Linked DNA regions of Rattus norvegicus: region 2 is linked to region 1. Evidence: chromatin contacts called from public Hi-C data. All regions are on one chromosome and are shown on one strand. The core of a region is the stretch at or near the end of the contact, and the rest is flanking DNA. Distances in the headings are between cores, read along the strand shown.

The links. A called contact is a pair of places that touch in the nucleus more often than the background predicts.
Region 2: a contact with region 1 is called in a Hi-C map of Schwann cells, with 6 times the contacts expected there. The contact joins the enhancer-like site here to the promoter of Lrrc17 in region 1. A contact is called at or near these places in 2 of 12 Hi-C or Micro-C datasets (the Rat2 cell line and Schwann cells).

Annotation. Positions count from the first base shown.
Region 1 is chr4:14,422,175-14,426,692 of GRCr8, reverse strand. It overlaps Lrrc17 (leucine rich repeat containing 17), which reads left to right and starts at 2,645. Exons shown (of 4, transcript NM_001025155.2): 1 at 2,645-2,834. It overlaps Fbxl13 (F-box and leucine-rich repeat protein 13), which reads right to left. Exons shown (of 18, transcript NM_001103355.1): 12 at 2,775-2,904.
Region 2 is chr4:14,719,684-14,724,684 of GRCr8, reverse strand. It overlaps Gsap (gamma-secretase activating protein), which reads left to right. Exons shown (of 31, transcript NM_001395028.2): 20 at 1,328-1,456; 21 at 2,168-2,226; 22 at 2,873-2,904; 23 at 4,683-4,744. Among named protein-coding and RNA genes, the nearest start is that of Gsap, 78 kb to the left of the region's middle. Within about 2 kb of position 2,499, at least 16 of the 93 cell types and tissues checked have an H3K27ac peak or open chromatin away from gene starts, as enhancers often do. A contact at or near this core is called in Schwann cells, where this site is marked.

The sequences.
Region 1 (4,518 bases), core at 1,396-3,895:
GACTCCCAGTAGTAAGGGATTACATGTGTAAGTGTCTAGCACCCATGAGTTTCTTTTCTTCTCTTTTCTTTTCTTTTTTTTTCTTTTCTTTTCTTTCTTTAAATCTTGGTTCTGGGGGTTGAACTCAGGCCAGCACACTCGCAAGGCTTTCTGACTGATCTTTCTCTCCAACCCAAGAGTTTATTCTTACACATTCAAACCAAACTTAAACAGCAACGGAGGCCACACAGGCAGTAAATTAGATGAGAGCACTATCTGTATAAACGCACACACATAAGGACACTATCAAACAAAGGCCAGGGTTGCAATGAGGATGTGGGCGTGTGCTCCATGTCCAAGGGAGAGTGCTGACTCAGCTCCAGTTCACGGCTACCATAAGGAGTGCCCCCAACAACGTGAGTGGCTCCAGCATTTGAGTGCACTTACTTATTTTTAAATCTAGGTTGTTTATGTGTGTGGGGGGAACCCACAATTTTAAACACTGGCTCAATTTTCACTGACAGATCAAGTATGTTTGGCAGTAGAACACAGATTCCTACTTACACTCTACTGTATCTGAAAATAACTGCCTATAGGATGTGGGTGCATGTGCGTGTGTGTGTGCATGTGTGTGTGCATGTGTGTGTGCATGAATGTGTATATGTGTGCATGACTGTGTGTGTGTGCATGACTGTGTGTGTGTGTGGGCATGAATGTGTGTGTGTGTGCATGACTAAGTGAGTGTGTGTGGGCATGAATGTGTGTGTGTACATGACTCTGTGCGTGTGTGTGTGTGTGCACGTATGGGTGTATTTGGAAATGTGTGTGTGTGCATGAATGTGTGTGTGCATGAATGTGTGTGTGCATGAATATGTGAGTGTGTGTGGGCATGAATGTGTGTGTGTGCATGACTAAGTGAGTGTGTGTGGGCATGAATGTGTGTGTGTACATGACTCTGTGCGTGTGTGTGTGTGCACGTATGGGTGTATTTGGAAATGTGTGTGTGTGCATGAATGTGTGTGTGCATGAATATGTGAGTGTGTGTGGGCATGAATGTGTGTGTGCATGACTGTGTGTGTGTACATGATTCTGTGTGTGTGTATGCATGACTATGTGTGTGCATGAATGTGTGTATGCATGTATAAGTATATACAAGAATGAGTGTTTGCGTGTGTGCATGATTATGTTTGTTCTTGTGTGAAAGTGAGTGTGTGTGCGTGAATGAGTTTGTGTGTGTGTGTGTATACACAAGTTTATGTAAGTTACGCACCCACATAGCAACTAAAAACAAGATCGTGAGGCCCACTGTGGGCTTTCTTAAAAGCTGAGGCTTTTTAAGGGTCAGGGTGAGCTACAAGAAAAGTACTAGAACACTTACCATTAAGGAGTTCAGCTGAAGGAATTTTTTGAGCACACAAAGTTATCTCTGTATTTAGAAATACTTTTCTCTGTGAGAGGAGGGTCTGTGTTCCACCCTCCCTCAGAAACTGGGAGGTGAGACTCTATTTGGGGAGGAAGACACTCCTAAGGCTATAAAACCATAGCAAAGCCTTTAAAAACAGCCGCTCTCAAAGGAAGAGAGAGGGAGAATGTACAACTCCTGCAGTCCCAGGGTTTCTTAATAGGCACTAATAGAAGAGACAGTAGATGGCCAAAGTCAAGAAGCCATCAGAAATTCAGCCATGCTGAGGAAAACAAGGGTGCTTCTGCCTTAAGTCCTGGTCGGTGCTAATGCATAGCCGCAGGCTGGACACACTCAACCATAGCCATCTCTTCTCACGTCTCATACCCAGAACACTAGGAAACCATGTTCCCCTGCAGTGCATCTAGGGAAAAATTCTATGCCTCATGGTCTCCACCTTCAGGTGCTTTATCACGTGACTTACACCGCAGGCTTCTACGCAAGACTGGCCAGTTCATTCCACCATCTGGAACCTTGGTAAATGGGCACAGAACCCTCACAAGGAATCCATTGTATGAAGAGTGACGCCTCATCTAACACAAAAACAACTCGATCACTGGCGACTGCAGCTAGCCAGCTGTGGTTAGACATTCATTTCAGCCAGTTCTCACCTGTGTTGTAGTATAAAGAACATAGTACCCAAGGACATCAATATCTAGACATACAGAGAGACGTGGGAGGAAATCGGTTACAGAAAGAGTAGCTTAAATCTACGGAAACTATGGATAGCAAAAGGGACTGTGGAAGAGGTAGTGAGTGCATCTGAAAGCCATACCCTTTACATGGCTGCCTGCCCAACGTCCCCAATCCTTGTCCCTTCATCTTCAAACATTTTCCCGGATCTCACATCTTTGTGGTATTTAGTGCATGTGTGTAATGCAGTTTTAAACATTTACAGTCCTTGTTGTGGGACTTCTCTTTCTCACATTTATTGCTTGTAGCGTTTTACCCAGAGGAAAGCCCACGGGGGACCTAACCGCCTTGTCGGGGAATCCTGTGTACCCCACCCCATTTGTTTGTATCTTAGTGGCTCTATAAAGTTTTGGAGATTTGGACTCTGCCCTCAAACTGTTCTCAGAAGTGGTCCGTTTCATCATCCAATGAACTCTGCCTGCTTGTGGATGTCAGGCGCCTGTGGACGGAAGCCAGGCGCCTATAGTAGCAAATCCTGGAGAAAGCTGAAGCGCCGGCGGCCATGTAATTTAAAACCTCAGCGCAGAGCTCTGTGCTCCGTGCACAGCCTTAGTGCAGCATGCGGGCTGGAGGCAGCTGGCTCTCGGGAGGACGCCCTCGCCCGCTGCAGGACAGAGAACACTGAGCGCGGGAGGCAAACCTGGGTGCAGCCGGAAAGGTCCAGATAGATGAGCTTGTGGCATCCATTCCCCAGGTTCAGGTATTGTAAGCCTTTGTCGGTGAACTTTCGGCAGTAAGCCAGACTCAGGTTCTGGAGGTTGTGGAAGTACCTGGAGCGACGGGGCGGAGACGGGAGGAAGGAAAGGCAAATGCTTTAGCTTTTTCTCAAGCCGCTCACGACAAAGAGAACGAAAGCTGTGTTCATCCTGCGCTCTCTTTGCGGATGTGAAGCTGTTTAACATCTCTCCCTGTTACACGGAGCGGGGGTCAGAGATAGAGAAGACAGTGTACGGCTGCAGTTCAGAGGAAAAGGAAGGCTATCTGACTAGGTTTTTAAGAAACTTGATGGGAAAAAGACTTTTTCTTGGCTGGGGGTAGGAGGAGCCTTGCATGCATATTTGAAAGTTTGTTGCTTGAAACCCAAGTCGGAGTTTGCTCTCTAGTTTTTGGCTCCTACCTTTGCCAAACTACTATGTGAGCTCTTGAGAAAGAGAAACATTTAGTAAGCATTTTATGGAAAGTAACGGTCCCATCGTGGTGAGGAGTGGGAAGAAGGCAAACCTTACGTGGCAGGCTCTTAAAATGGATCTGATAAGAAAATGATTTTTAAAAAAATCAGGGATTTCAATGCGCACGGCTTTATGAGTAATGGTTTCCTTGCGATAATTAAAAGTAACAGTTCGGCTTAAACATGGGTTAAGAATGGCGAGTGGCTAAGTGGGCAACACTTGAAACCAAATAAAAATTACACAGGAGGCTGCCGGCCTCGCTGGGGTTGAAGCGGGAAAGATGCCGTTACCACAGTGACCAAAATGAGAGCTTCCAGAAGAAAGGTAGGGAGGGGTGAGGATGATGAGTCTGTTCTACCCCGTAAGGGTTAGCATTGTCAGGACTCTCTGTGGACAAGCTTCTAAGACCTCCTCAGCATGGCGTTCTTTGCAAATGTAAGGATTCTTGCTGCCTGCGAGTGCAATAACCACCAATGTGCTCTTAATTTGGAGTCTGCAGCAGCGTGGCGGCCAATGAATACTCTAGAAGTAGGGAGAAAATGTCTGTCTCCCTCTCACGAAGCCTGCAAAGCAAGTCTATCTTCGCACAAATGGGAAATAAGCTATGCAGACATTGTCCATGGGTTACATTTATCCCTAAGCTCGAAAATCAGGTCTATACGATTTAGTGGCTCTATTCCGGGGTGAACTGCTGATTGAGAACATACGTTCCCCTCTGGGAATGGCTGTGTGCATGAGATTCCACCCAAGAGCCAAGGAAGCTTTTGGACCACAGAGGCAGTGGGCTGGACCTGGAAAGAGAGAAGTCTCTAAGGTCCAAGGGCACACCCCTCTCTTCAGCCCCCCAGTGGACGGAGAAACGCTTTCAATCCTCTCTCTTTAGCCGCACGTGGGGTGTCAGTTCTAATAACATCGCTTTAACGTAGAGACAGGGGATGTGAGGAGGCAGACAGAGACAGTACACACCATGAAAAATACACAGGAATTTGGACTCTGACCAACCCGACTTAGAATCATACCCTTGACACTTACTACAACCTCCCTATCCCAGCACAGACTGCTTTCCGGACTGCTAAGCAAAGACAAGAGTCTTTTGTTTAGGAGCCCCCCTGAGGGCCCCCTTAGCAAACTCTAGAGCTTATGACTTTTCTGGCCTTCAGTTTTCTTATCTGTCATGGGTTTGGTCCCATCTGCTCTTGCCTTTGAGAAATGTGA
Region 2 (5,001 bases), core at 1,250-3,749, 300 kb before region 1:
TTCTGCCCCCCCTGAGTGTTGAGGAGCTGTGTAAGTGGCTGAGTTCACAGAATCGATGAGTACTTTTATCCTCTAGTAATATGCTTAGCACCTTCTAACAGTACGGAAGCTGGCCAGTACACACAGATAGTGTGATCAACCAATAGGAATGAAGTCTCCAGGTCTGTACCACCTCGATTTCTCCATGGTCTGTGATTTGAATATGTAGTATTTTCAGCTATAGGGCTTAGCATCAACTTCTGGAGGGTAGCCACTAACAAAGGCACTAGCTTATGTTTTGAGGGGACCCCATGAGCATAAACTCTCTTATTTTTTTTTAATCCTATTAAGAGTGTCATCACAGTAAGCACCAGTTAGGTCAGATATATCTAGCCCTGGCCAAATACTTATAGATATATTTATCTTGATAAGACTATATTAGAAGAACCAGTTGATCCCAGTGAGACAGGAGAGTACAACGGAAAGAACGCTGCTGTCACCAAGGTCGATGTGTAGCAGGGCACACATGAGACAGCCTGTGCTACGTGAATAGCCTCATAGACTAGGAGATAAAGCCCTAGAGCTTTCTACGGTGTTTGCCACTGAGTTCCCAACTCCTCTCCCAGCTCTGACTTGCTTCCTTTCCTGGACGTGGAGCTTTTCTTAGTAAACTGTTTCCACATCTGCTGCTGTCCCTGTGCCCTGTCCAGTTTCTTGTTCTAGAACACAGGAAGCTGGAAATCCCAGGAGAAAGCTCACCAGACTCCCTCCCACGTCTACAGACAGCATCACGGTATTCTTCAACATTAAATATACATTAGCATAGTGTTTTATTTATTAAAAACGGTTATGTTCTTCAAGATAGAATGATAACTAATAATTCAAAGATCTGAAGACCAACTGATTCTGTTTGGGAGAATTTAACAGTTATTGGGAAGTTGAGTTTATGTCATCGTTTCGATTCCTGGTTTTTGGAAGTGAATAAGCTTAGAAGGGAAACGAGCCTGTTCCAGTTACAAGCACATTTCTGACAGGACAGTGTGGTGACACCACCCGAGCCAGGAGAACCGCTCTCTAGGGAGGAAATGCCTTGAGTACAGAGCCAAACCCACCCGGAAGTCCTTAGTTTTGGGAAATGAACTGTAGTTCTCTCTATTGTAAACAGGAAGAGAAAAGAAGAAGAGAGGCTAGGCTCTTGATTTGCAAATTCTCATGGGTGACCCTGTTCTGTGAAACATGGAGTTGCTCAGAAATGCCAACACCCGAGAGGCATGGAACGAGATGTGGTCCCTACTACAGGAGAGACCACGGTGCCTGCTTTTCAAGCTAATGCTGTTTTTGTCTCCAGGTCTACAGCTTGAAGGGGTACTGGGCAAAGCTGAACTCCAACCTCGAGTATATTAAGTACACCAAGCCTCACCTGCACTACCACAACAGCGTCGTGAGGAGAGAGTGGCATAACCTGATCTCTGAAGAGGTGAGTCACACACACGGCTAGCAGCAGAGGCTGAGCCGCAAGGCTGGCCCATGCTGGCCATGCTGTCCTCTGTCACCACGCATATCACCCCAGTGAAACCCAGTGGGCAGGGAGGACTGCTCTATACTGCCTGTTCTTTGAGGAGAAGCTGGAGTAATGGAAAGAAGGGACACGTGACTCACTCATAGTAGAAAAGTAATGAGTACGATCACGTCTCAGACATTGTTAGGTTACTTGAATAGCTAAAAGTTTATTAAGAAAAATGTTAGGTGTTCCCCCAGTTAGTGTTTGCCAGAGGTTGGGAGGAGAAAGAGTTGATGAGGCAGACTGTAAAGGGATTGGTCATAGGGGGTGCTCTTTGGGAAAATGAGATAGTTCTGTGTTTTGATCATGGCGGTACACTGTAGTAAAGCTACACACATGGTGAAATGGCCTAGAACTACACACACAGTGTACCATATCCATTTCCTGACTGTGGTATTGTAGTGTGGCTATATCAGACAGAAACATTGACAGAGCTTAGGTGGAATGCCTAGGACCCCTGCACTGCTGCCGTATTGAGTCCTCTGAGAATAAGCAGCTGCTCTTCTTACGTGGGAAATAATATTAGTTTCCAACCCTTAACTATATTGCTATTTGTTCTTGCTACTAACGAAAAAGCTATCCACGAAAATTCAGTCTTCCTCAATCCTCACATGTTCTCACCCCTAGAGAACGGGAAAAAGGAGGTCCACAATGTACGTGAGGAACATTCTTGACAACGCTGTGAAGTGAGTACGATCAGAGGCTGCCTATCGTGGGCCCGGTTGGCTGCCCGCAGGGTATTCTCTCAGTCAACTGCTGCCCTTGGCTTCCTGTAGACCACTGGGCGCTGGGGTGTCTCTCGGGAAATGCCTCTCTAGACACTCAGCCTAAAACTGGCGACTTGTCATGGATAAACGGTCAAGGGGGCTTTTATCAGCGAGTACCTCTGAGAACGGAAGACGCAGCAGGTCGCTTTGTTTGAACGGTTGGTGGGCTGTGTTGGCGGGACCTGCTCTTATTTTGAAAGCGTTTTCTCTGGGTGGATGAGTCATCGCCGAGGGCTGAAAGTGCAGGCCTCATTCCAACCCCTGTTCTGTTTTTAGCCTTCGTTATTTCCAATAACTGAGAGCTTATTTTCTAAATAACCTGCTGTTGTTGGCTCTGAAGGCCTTTGGGATTTGGGGTTGTGTGCCTCTCGGTATACTGATTAAAGTTTTCGGGTAGCCAGAGGACAGTTTCTGCAGTGGTTTTGTGGGGCTTTAAAGGGGAGACATCTCTGCACGGTGCTGTGGATCGAAGGTTTTAACATGATGCTTCTGTTGTAGAGATAAACACTAAAATAAACACTAACTGGGGGAAACACCTAACATTTTTCTTAATAAACTTTTGCAGGGTGATTTCTAACATGGAAATGAAAACATTCGGTAAGAAAGACCTGTGTTAAAGTCCGTGCTTTGCTTGTAACATTTTTCTTCCTAACCAATGGGTTGGCAAGAAAATCACTCCCAGCCACATAATAGGGTGCCATGGATAGCAAACGCTCTTAATATCACCCTGTCACAGTTGCTACATACCATTTCAATATCTGTCTTAGTATCAGGACCTCCAGGGTGAGCCTCTGAGTGTGTTTGCTGATGGAGTCTTCTGGTTTTCCCACTTCTCCTCTCAGCGCTGATCTCTTAGCCTGGCCCCTGGCTGTATCCACCGGGTGCACTTGGTGTTCTCTTGCAGGAGCTGCTGCTTCTCCAGCTGTCTCATTGCATAGAGACTTTGACTTACATGTCCCATCCATTTGGTTCACATCAGGTCTTAACCCTGGGCTTGGTCCCAGGGGAGCAAAGATGGGTCATTGGATAAGCAGTGTGGTTCTGTGGGTGGACACCATCTTGGAGTCTAGAGCCAGCTGCCACATGCCAACCATAAGCGCCTGAACCTTGTCCTTGGGGCTAGCTAGCATGAGGGGAAAGGACAGAGTCCATTAGAGAATACCTAGTCAGTGTCTAGTGTAGGGAACAAGGGGTGTAGGCTGGACCCCTTCCCTTGATGGAGGAGAGAGGGAGTCTTGGGAGGTTTAAGTCTCCACAGGCAAGGAGGTTTACTCTGTGATAATGGAGGGAGAACAGTGAATATACCCAGGCCCAGGCCTTGGCGATATTGATCATGCTTCATGAAGGCTGGCCTCAGGAAACTGTTTTTATCTACTCCTGTCTTATGGGCTTGGATGTTTTTCATACGTGTGGGGACCGTAACGAACATTTAACTTGGAAATGGTGTAGCAGCAAGCCTAACAGCTGTATACACAGCCCAGTGAACCGTGAAGGTGGCTTTTCTCTACAGGGAACTGACCTCAGCCTGAAGAGACCATCCTTGCCTATAACCAGGGACTATACCCTACCAGACAGGGCATAATGTGTGAGATCCAAGGTCATCTTCCTGCTGTGGCTGAAAGCTGTGTAGTATGGGCGGCTTTCTTGCTGTCCAGGGGAGGTTTCGAGGCTCTCCGTAGTGCCAGGCCTGCCAGCATCTTGCCGGGCAGTGACTCAGTGCTCTTTAAAACTTTTCCTTTCTGTCTTGTGCTTTTCTTCCTGAGAGGAAAGCTGTCATTGCCTAAAACATTGCAAATTAAGGTCTTTAAATGCGTATTCTGAGTTATTTCATCATTATCCAGAGGGCTAATTGAGGAGGGTGGAGAAAGTGTTTATCCTGAGGGGCCATAGAGCACCCATGCCTTTTTGGGAGAAAACATCAGCCTGTGGGTTCTGTCCTCATACCTGCTCTGTGGTCTTAGAGATTCTGAGAGAAGAACCCAATAGGACAGTTGTTAGGGGAGACCTGGGGAAGCCCTGCCTGCCAGCCTGCCTGTCTGTCTTGTTAGGCAGGGTCAGTCAGAGTGGGGAAAGTGACATTTGGCTTAACTCTCACAGTTTGTCCTTTCAGTCTGATGACTTGTGCCCATCAGCCCTGTCTGCTCAGCACTGTCTGTCCCAGTGGCTGACTGTCCGTCTGCTCAGGGGCTGTCACAGCCACTACACTATGGGCTCCGGAGGTAGAAGGGAGTCACATGGCTCTACTACGGAGGCCTGGCATCCCTACAGCTAGGCCTCTTAGGGTTAAGGGGCTCAAGTCAAGAACTGGCTGGTGTGGTTCTAGCCCACTTCCTGACCACTACCCTCCCCATGACTGCTCCTCTGTTCAATTTCAGAGCCAAGGTTAATACCCCTCTTACAAGAGGAAGACAGGCACCAGAGGCTGCTCATGGGCCTGGTAAGTAGTCCGTGTGCTTCTGAAGTGCTGTCCGGCAGTGGTCTCCAGAGACGGTAGGAAGGACAGACTGCTGATTGTTCTGATGGTATTTTCTGCTGACTTTTGAACAATAGGTGCTCCCAGCACCGTGGGCCTGGGTATCCAGTGGCAAACAGAACGTGAATGATTTCTGCCCTCTTGGGAAGAGGGGTTGGGTTAGTCACAAGAATAAGCATATAATCATAAACGGTGATAAAGAGTACGTGTGTGTATATATG